3 separate regions of the Mus musculus genome follow, and regions 1 and 3 are each linked to region 2. A link is a contact called in public promoter capture Hi-C data. All regions are on one chromosome and are shown on one strand. The core of a region is the stretch at or near the end of the contact, and the rest is flanking DNA. Distances in the headings are between cores, read along the strand shown.

Region 1 (2,700 bases), core at 82-2,581, 650 kb after region 2:
TCTAGCAACTAAAGTGTTGGACAGGCATTCTTGTAGGCCAAACATTCACACATGCAAAATTAATGAAAACTTAAAAGAGTGTGTGAATTTCTTGCAAGCTTCTACATTGGATATTGCTTGTGTTTCCCAAGCTCACCAAAAACATTCCCACATTTGCCAGCCTAGCAGTTATCACAAAGCTCCTGCACAGACTTTCCTAGGTGGATGTCACCAGAAGGAAACCTGACTCAGTCATCACAACATTTCTAGGCCGAGCTGATGATATGCTATGAGCACTTTGGTTGAGACCACAAAAGGACCTTATGTTTCAACACCATCCCCAAACACCAAGGCAGAGCTCCAGGGATGGCGCGGCTAGAGGAGCCCCGAATGAAGCAGACTAGATGACATCAGACAGAAACAGAAAAGTCAAAATAGTATCTCCAACTCCTATGACCATAGTCCTGTGGAAATGTTCTACACTGAAAATACTAAGATGAACCATAGAACACTGCTTCATTGCTTCCACTTTTGGCAAGTCTATTAATATTAATATTAATATTTTCTGGAACCATGGGTGTCACACTGCAGGAAAAGGGTTACCCGTGGTCACATACAAGTAAAATCATCTGAGTTCTGTGTTACTTTATAAAGAAGCATGTGTGGATATGTAGGAGCATTATCCACTTTTAATTATTAATATTTTATAAAGGTCTAAAATATCAAAGCCAGTGCTAAGTCACACAAATTCATTAACAATAAAATTTTTGCTTTTTTTATTTATGACTGCAAATTTAAAAGGATAATCCAATTTGTATTTTAATGAACAAATCCTTTAGCATTTGATTATCTGTAGCAGAAGTCAGAATATGATTCATATAATGGGCAATAAAAGCAAGAGCAAGAGGAGGGGGATAATGACTAGACTATAAAAAAGATTGAAGGATAATAATAATAGTAATAATAGTGATAAAAAGTAAGAGCAAACTATTTGCTTTAGTTTACTCCTTAAAGCAGTAGCAATAAACTTTTGACATGAACTTGGCCTATTGGTCACAGTTTCTTTCTTTTTTTGTTGTTTGTTTCAAGGAAAAAGAAAGAGACTTATTTTCCAGTATGTTGGGGTCAGCTGTCAATCTGTCCCTCAAGGCTAGTGATGAGAAGGTGACCCCGAATGGCTATTACAAGCAATTTTTATACTTTTTAGGGGCACAGGCTACATCAGGAAGATTACAGTTCAAAAGTATTGGCTAAGCATATTGACCAATAAATCTATTATCTAGCAAGCATGAAAGGCATTTGAACTCTAACTGGAACTTTTCAGAGGGTCAGGTGACTATAGGTCAGTACATTCTGAGACTTTTTACTCCAGAATGTTCCTCTGGGTGGAGAATGGAGCTTGGCCTAGCCTTGACCCCAGGTAGGAAGGGGAAGCTGTAAAGAGGGAGCGGGACTGGACAAAGACCTTAGGGTCCCTCATTACCCCCTTTTTCTTGTACAAGCTCTAATCCTGGAGCTACACTCAGGGGTCTGGAGTAATTAACTGATATCCTTCAGGTCCTATGCTCAGGATATCATAGTGTTGGCACAAGACCATCAGCTGTACTGCTCTTATTTTCTCTTTTATGAAGACTATATGCTTGCTTGCTTGTTCAATATGCAGGTTCCAAAGGTCAACAATAGCAGAACAATTAGGGGTCCTAACAGGGTAAGTATAAGGAGGGTTAAACAAGGGGGAGTGAAACCAAAATTCTAAACCAGTCCTGACTCTTTGCTCTTTCTTCTGCTTGGTGAGCTCTTCTCTCACCTTGACCATTGAATCTTTAACTACCCCGGGAATGGTCTCCAGTATGTGCTTCCTAGTGTTTCACATCCCCAGGTAGCACAGAAAAAGTGATTTCTTCCCCCCCACCTCACAACACTGGTGGGCCTGCTGATAGCTTTTCCCATCTCGAGGGCACACATATATGGGGGTTTCTTGAAAGTTATTCAACTTCAAATGTTCACACCATAAGCCCAACCCTCCAAAGCCACTTCTCGGACATAGTTTAGATCCACTAGTCCCTCATTTCCCACATCTGTGTACTCCCTTGCCCTGTGTCTCTAGGGTGGGGATATCCCAGGAGTCAAAACCCACTCCTAACTTACAGAGATCAAAGACAAGATCTGGCCACCAGATGTAAGGTGGGTGTTTGTCTACAGTACACCAAGCTATATCCTCAGAGTATGTTGCAAGTCACTTTGGTATGGCTTTGGGGGTTGCTGAGGCCCAGCACCAGAAGGAAGATACACCATAACCATCTCATGGTTTCTCAGGCCTTACAGATGGGCAGGTGATCTTGAGCTTGAGGGGGTTGTTTGTGAGTCTGGCTGCTATCCAGTTGGTGTCAGATGCAGGTGCTAGTATGACATGAGTTATATGAACCTAGGCAGTTACTCTATCCAATTTTCTGGAGGTTGGTACGGTCAACAACACCAGGTATGGCCCTTTCCACTTGGCTTCCAAGTTTTCAGCATGATGCCTCTTAACATATATCCAATCTCCAACTTGGTAGTCCTGTGGAAACTCTGGGATACCTGCATTATACAGGGCACTAAGTTTAGGCCACAATTCCTGGTGGCTGATATGGAAAGCTGGCAATCAAGCCATAAGATCTTTGTCAGCCTAAAAAGTCACTCTGGGGGTAGGAGAGGTCAAGAACTGGGTTCTTGGAAACTGGA
Region 2 (2,700 bases), core at 11-2,510:
AGGGCAGTGTCTAACTGCAGGGCATGACTCTGTTGTTGAGTTAGGTGTGATTTAATAATTAAACTTAATTGGGACATAGCAGAAAAAATTTCTAGCTAAAAGTAATTGTAAAATGTAAAGTCATTTGAGGGATATTTAAGCTTTTAAGATCCAGTATCTCTCAGAAGAAGGCAGCTTAATTTGATATTAGAAACAGAAGAGGTAACAGAAATAAAAAGGCATTTATTTTGAGATGCTGATAGACCTGGCGACTTAGGAACAACTGACAGTCTTCTTCCCTGGAGTCAAAGCAGATGCAGACAAAGCTGGAGCACTATTGCATTGCACCAGCCCTTGGGGACATTTCCCCCTGCTTAATTACTGCAGCAATGGGAATGATTTCTGTCTGGAAACGGAGTGCTATAAAATTGGATATGCGAGAGAGTGGAGCAAGGCGCCTCAAAGAGTTTTATCCCAATGTGAGTGCTGCTTACTAGGTTTATCCTATTTAAGCCATGGGTTCCTTTATAGCCACGGCTGTTTTGGAATTATGGATAACCCTTTTGGACGATTATAATCTAATTATAACTTTCTCCCTTCCATTTCCTCCCTCCAAACGCTCCCATAAATACTTCCTCGTTTCAAATTCATGGCCTCTTAATTCAATAATTTCTATTACTTGGGTATATGTGTATTTATGTGTATAAATATATATATTCCCAATATAACCCTTCAATCTATATAGTGCTACTTATATGTACATTTTCAGAGATGATTCTTTGGCACAGAACAATCACAGTTTGAAATAGAATGCAGTTCTCCATAATCTTGTTTGATACAGTTAAGTGCTACAAAGCCTTCTTTTGCTGTGCTCTTGTTCCATGTTCTTAACTATTCTAGGTTCTTCCTTGTTAGTTTTTCCTATCAGTTCCCAAAGCTATTGTTTGTAACATCAGCCTTATCCTTGTCATTATTTATCAGTAAATGAGAGGTTTTCTCACTCCATTTCTTCCTGGCCTCCTCTAATCTCCTTGTCCGTTTCTTCTTACTCTGTTATGAATGGGCAATTTAATGAATGATATAATGAATGGGTTGTTTAAGACTGAAATTTTACCCAAAGGGGAGAAACAGCTGTAGGGGCTTTCTACATCTCTGAGTGAGCAAACTTGACCTTATGACTAAACACAACTGCAGGTATCTCCCTCCATCCATTACATCATAGTCCATTCCCACAAGTTAGTCTCTGCCTCCTTCTCAGGCTGTCAGAATAAAAGCTCAACAGAAACTTTCCAAGTGTACAACCAGTTCTCATTTTTATTCAGAGCTGAAGAATCGTGCTGCCATTCGAAGAGAACTAAACCGGATCATTTCACTTCTTCCACGGGAACATCTGGACAGGTTGTCCTTTTAAATTGTTGATATCAGATTTTAAATAAATACTTTTAAATACAAAATTTATGTCAGTTAGTAAGTTGTTAAAAATAAAGGGACAGTAAAGTCTGTGTTGATACTATGCCTAATTGATAATGTGTATCATTTAAAACCTTTTTAAATTGCTTGTCACAAAGAAACTTTTAGATGTGCTTTGATATTTAAAGGTCTTTAAAATAGAATTTAAGTGTTACAGGAAATAATTGAATGCAATTGTTATAACGAATCTTGAAAATACCATTACTATCTTTTTTATGTCAATAACTTAATACAACAAAAATTTGGGTTAACAAATTATTCATGTGTATTTCATTTAAAAATATACTTTTTAAAATGGAAACACAGTGGAAGACAGCCAATTAAAAATATAACCTAATGCTGAGAATAACAAATGTTTCACAGACTCACCTTTGTGTCACAGTGATGGGGACTGGCAGAAATGTATATAAAAAGACAACTTTTGCTTTCAGGCATTTTACGTATAGCCAGACTAAAACTGGAAAACTAAGGACTCAACAAAACTTTTCAGTATTTGTCATAGAATGGAAGAAAAGCAATCAAATGTGAAAGGAGCTGGATAAAGTTAAGATAGGGAGCTAGAAAAGGAAATGATTCTAAAGAATAGAAAAAAAAATCACTTCTCAATCCACTAACTGTATGACCTGAATTTTCAACAGTTTGGGTTACTCTTTCTTTACAATTGGCACCTATTCACCTCCTTATGACATAGCATTAGCAATAACTCACTGAAATACACATTTTAGGGAAAACCACACAAGTTTGAGGAAATTTATGAGAAAAAAGTGTGGGAGGAAAGAAGCTGTTTGATATCAGCACTTTTACTCTGAGACAGCTTAATTAAGAAGTGACAGCTTGATTTCAGGCTACTGCTTATTCCATAGGTTAACCTAGTTAATTGCAAGCCAATTCTTAGAATTGTGGCTCACTCCATACAATATAATTCACCTGAATAAACAGTTTAATAAGGCAAGCCATGACTATTGTAGTTATCTATAGAAATAGACACTTATTTCCTGTAAATTTTCTCATACAATATATCCGGATTATACCTTCCCCTCCGTCTACTAATATTAAGTATGCTTTTACCCTGTGTAACAACAGGTATGGAGCAGCATTTAACTGGCCTTTATATACTTAGTTATTGCTAATGTGAAAGTGAATTGCAAAGTGAATACAAAATTTCAAACTTCTGTTTTTTTTTCCCAGTACACCATTTGAGATGGAGACTTCTATGCCTGAGTATTATGAAGTTTTTGGAGAGTTCCGTGG
Region 3 (2,700 bases), core at 89-2,588, 960 kb before region 2:
TTTGTTCTTCGAGAGCCTGTTCTTCAGCACTGTTTTCTTCCTTCTTTCTCTTCAACTCTTGCCTGTCTTCCATTTCCTTATAGTACTTGAGAGCAGCCCCATCAAAATCAGGCTCATCAGTCAGGGCAACAGCAGCAGCCTGCTTTACAGACTTGGGCTTGGTTTTGGTTAATTTTGCTTTTGGAGTCATTTCTTTCTTTACAGCACCATCCTTGGCTGTGAGGAGGTGACGGATTTCAGAGGACAGTTTCTGATCCACAACCGACAGCTTGTTGATCAGATTTCTGTAGGTAACAAGCCTTTCTATAACAGGATGTCCATGTGCAGGGACTCTCCGGGCTTTTAAGATCAAATAAAAGCTAATGTTGGCGCAATAGTTCAAGTAGAGATTATACTTAGTCTTCAGGTATTCGCTTCCTCTTCCAGTTGGAATGACCCCTTTCTCCACCAACTGTAACAAGGGTTCTAACTCATCCTTCACCTCTGTCAACTTGGCTTGGAGGTCTTCTATGAGCTCTAAGAGCTCTGGTGATTCTTTCTTCAACATTTTCAGCTTCTCTTTTACCGAGACTTTAGCCAAATCCTTCACAACCCTTGTCTCAGCTTCGTCTACCTGGGGCACCGGCTTTGCAAAGGCCTCCACCCAAGCGACTCCAAAATCATCCTCTTGCAGGGCTTGGGCCAAGCGCCGCTGAATTATCTGTGCCTCCTCCTCTTCTTCTCTTTCCTCCTCTTCTACTTCTTGCTGACTCTGACGGCCTCGGGATTTGGAACCATAGTCCGTATCGTAATAAAGCTTTTTTCTCTGACCCCAGGACAAGCTAGGGTCCACAGAGGCCTCAGCCTCACTCTGCACGGAGCTTCCGCCGTCATCATCCTCTCCAACCTCCTCCTCCTCCGAACTCTCTCCATCTTCGTCATCTCCATCATCAATATCTAGAGGTAGCACCTCTTCCTCCTCATCGCCATCCTCCTCCCCACTCTCGACTTCGTTCCAGCCCTTGGCCAGGACTGCCCGAGATCGCGCTTCATGGAACTCATCTACCTGGTCTTGGTAGTAGCTGGAGTCCCCTGGAGAGGGCGGCAACCCCAAGTCGTCCTCATTTTCGTCCGTGGCGGTGAGACCTGCCTGGGCCCGCACGGCGGCCCACTGAGCCGCTCCACGCCGCCGTGATTTCTTCACCATGGCTCACCAGCGGTCCCGGGTTCCCAAGCGACGCCGCGATTTCCGCCACTTCTGACCTCCGCCCAGAATGATGCCGGCAAGCGGAGGCTTTCAGCACCAGCACGCTCCGCGAACCCAAGTCGGTGACCACCGGAGCAGAGAGTCTGGGAAAGGCCTGTTTCCTTCCGCTCCCAGGGTGCTCTCCGCGCAGCGCGCGCGCCTAAACTTCCGCTCCCCCCCCCCCCCCCAGCGTAATCCCGCCGCCGTGTCTTTTTAAAAACCAGTCGGTTCCGGCGAATGAAAACTTCCGGGTAGGAACGCTAGGCCAAGGATATTTCCGTTCCGCGGATCCTTTTGTGGCTACTTCCGAGCTCTCTCTCTCTCTGGTGACTTCCGGCGTGAAGCCGGAATCCCGCCAGGGACGCCGCGAGACAGCCCGCGGCCGACAGAGGGCGCGGGGCATCTACGTTCCCACGCGTCGGCAGGGCGCCCACTGGGCCACGCTAGATAGTTGCCCAGCTCACGGTTTCGTGTTCTCCGTTTGCCAGAGTGGAAGTTAGTCAGGGTTTTGTTTGTGTTTTGTTTAGTTTTGTTTTTTGTCTGTCTTGACTTCTGAAGCCGGGACTCGCCATGTTGTCAGCCTCAGCCTCCCGGATTGGTGCTTTTCTCTGTTTTTGCCTGGGAGTTGCTACCGTAGGCGCCGCGTTTCCGGGCCCCGCGCGGCGAGTCTCTGCTTTTAGGCGACCCGAGAGAGGACTTCGGGGTTTTTTGGGGACGATGTAACCGGGAAGAGTAAAAGACGCGCGGTGTCCTTCTACTGGAATAGCTTCGCTTTTCTAGACGTTCTGGAAAACTGTGAGGCTGTCAGCCGCGGACAGCCTCCTATGTATAGAATTGGGTTGCAACATTTAATGATTATTCATTGTTGTGTTCTTCAACATTGATCAAGCACCAAACTTCCGTGGCAGCGTTTTAGGCAGAGATGGGGGGGGGGAGGGGAGGGGAGAATAAAGGAAGGAAATGAGCAAAATAGATTTAACAAGGGAGGGAGGGGAGAGGAGAGAGGAGAATGAAGGAAGGAAATGAGCAAAATAGATTTAACAAGGGAGGGGAGGAGAAGAGAAAGAAGAGGGAGAGGGGAGAGAGGGAGAAGGGGAGAAGAAGTGGGGAGGAGGAAAGAGGAGGGAAGAGGAAGAAGAGGAAAAGGAAAAGAGATAAAGGCCAAAATAGGAGACCTTGTGGTTTAGGAGGGCGCACGGGTACACCAAACAGAAAACTCAGTCAAATGGGAGAAGTGACATATGGGTCTAAGAGAATCGAACTGGTGTCAAGCTTAGTAGACAGGGCTACCACCTAAGCTATCTCAAATGTATGACCTTTTATGTCAGCTTCCTTATTTAAAAGGATATACAAAGTCGTGATTATGCATACCACATGGGGTCTTGTCTTTTTTTTCTTTTTTTTTTTTTTCCATTTTTTATTAGGTATTTAGCTCATTTACATTTCCAATGCTATACCAAAAGTCCCCCTTACCC

Evidence for each region. Promoter capture Hi-C pulls out the DNA fragments that hold promoters and counts their contacts.
Region 1: a contact with region 2 is called in a promoter capture Hi-C map of liver, with 3 times the contacts expected there. The contact joins the enhancer-like site here to the promoter of Sult1e1 in region 2. A contact is called at or near these places in 5 of 39 promoter capture datasets (cranial neural crest, hippocampal neurons, liver and 1 more).
Region 3: a contact with region 2 is called in a promoter capture Hi-C map of liver, with 4 times the contacts expected there. The contact joins the promoter of Utp3 here to the promoter of Sult1e1 in region 2. A contact is called at or near these places in 2 of 39 promoter capture datasets (cranial neural crest and liver).

Annotation. Positions count from the first base shown.
Region 1 is chr5:86,937,057-86,939,756 of GRCm38.p6, reverse strand. No RefSeq gene overlaps it. Among named protein-coding and RNA genes, the nearest start is that of Gm24121, 9.4 kb to the right of the region's middle. Within about 2 kb of position 1,331, at least 2 of the 459 cell types and tissues checked have an H3K27ac peak or open chromatin away from gene starts, as enhancers often do. A contact at or near this core is called in liver, where this site is marked.
Region 2 is chr5:87,590,171-87,592,870 of GRCm38.p6, reverse strand. It overlaps Sult1e1 (sulfotransferase family 1E, member 1), which reads left to right and starts at 1,260. Exons shown (of 8, transcript NM_023135.2): 1 at 1,260-1,377; 2 at 2,638-2,700. The coding sequence starts at 2,651.
Region 3 is chr5:88,553,100-88,555,799 of GRCm38.p6, reverse strand. Utp3 (UTP3 small subunit processome component) reads right to left here and starts at 1,338. Exons shown (of 1, transcript NM_023054.2): 1 at 1-1,338. The coding sequence starts at 1,186.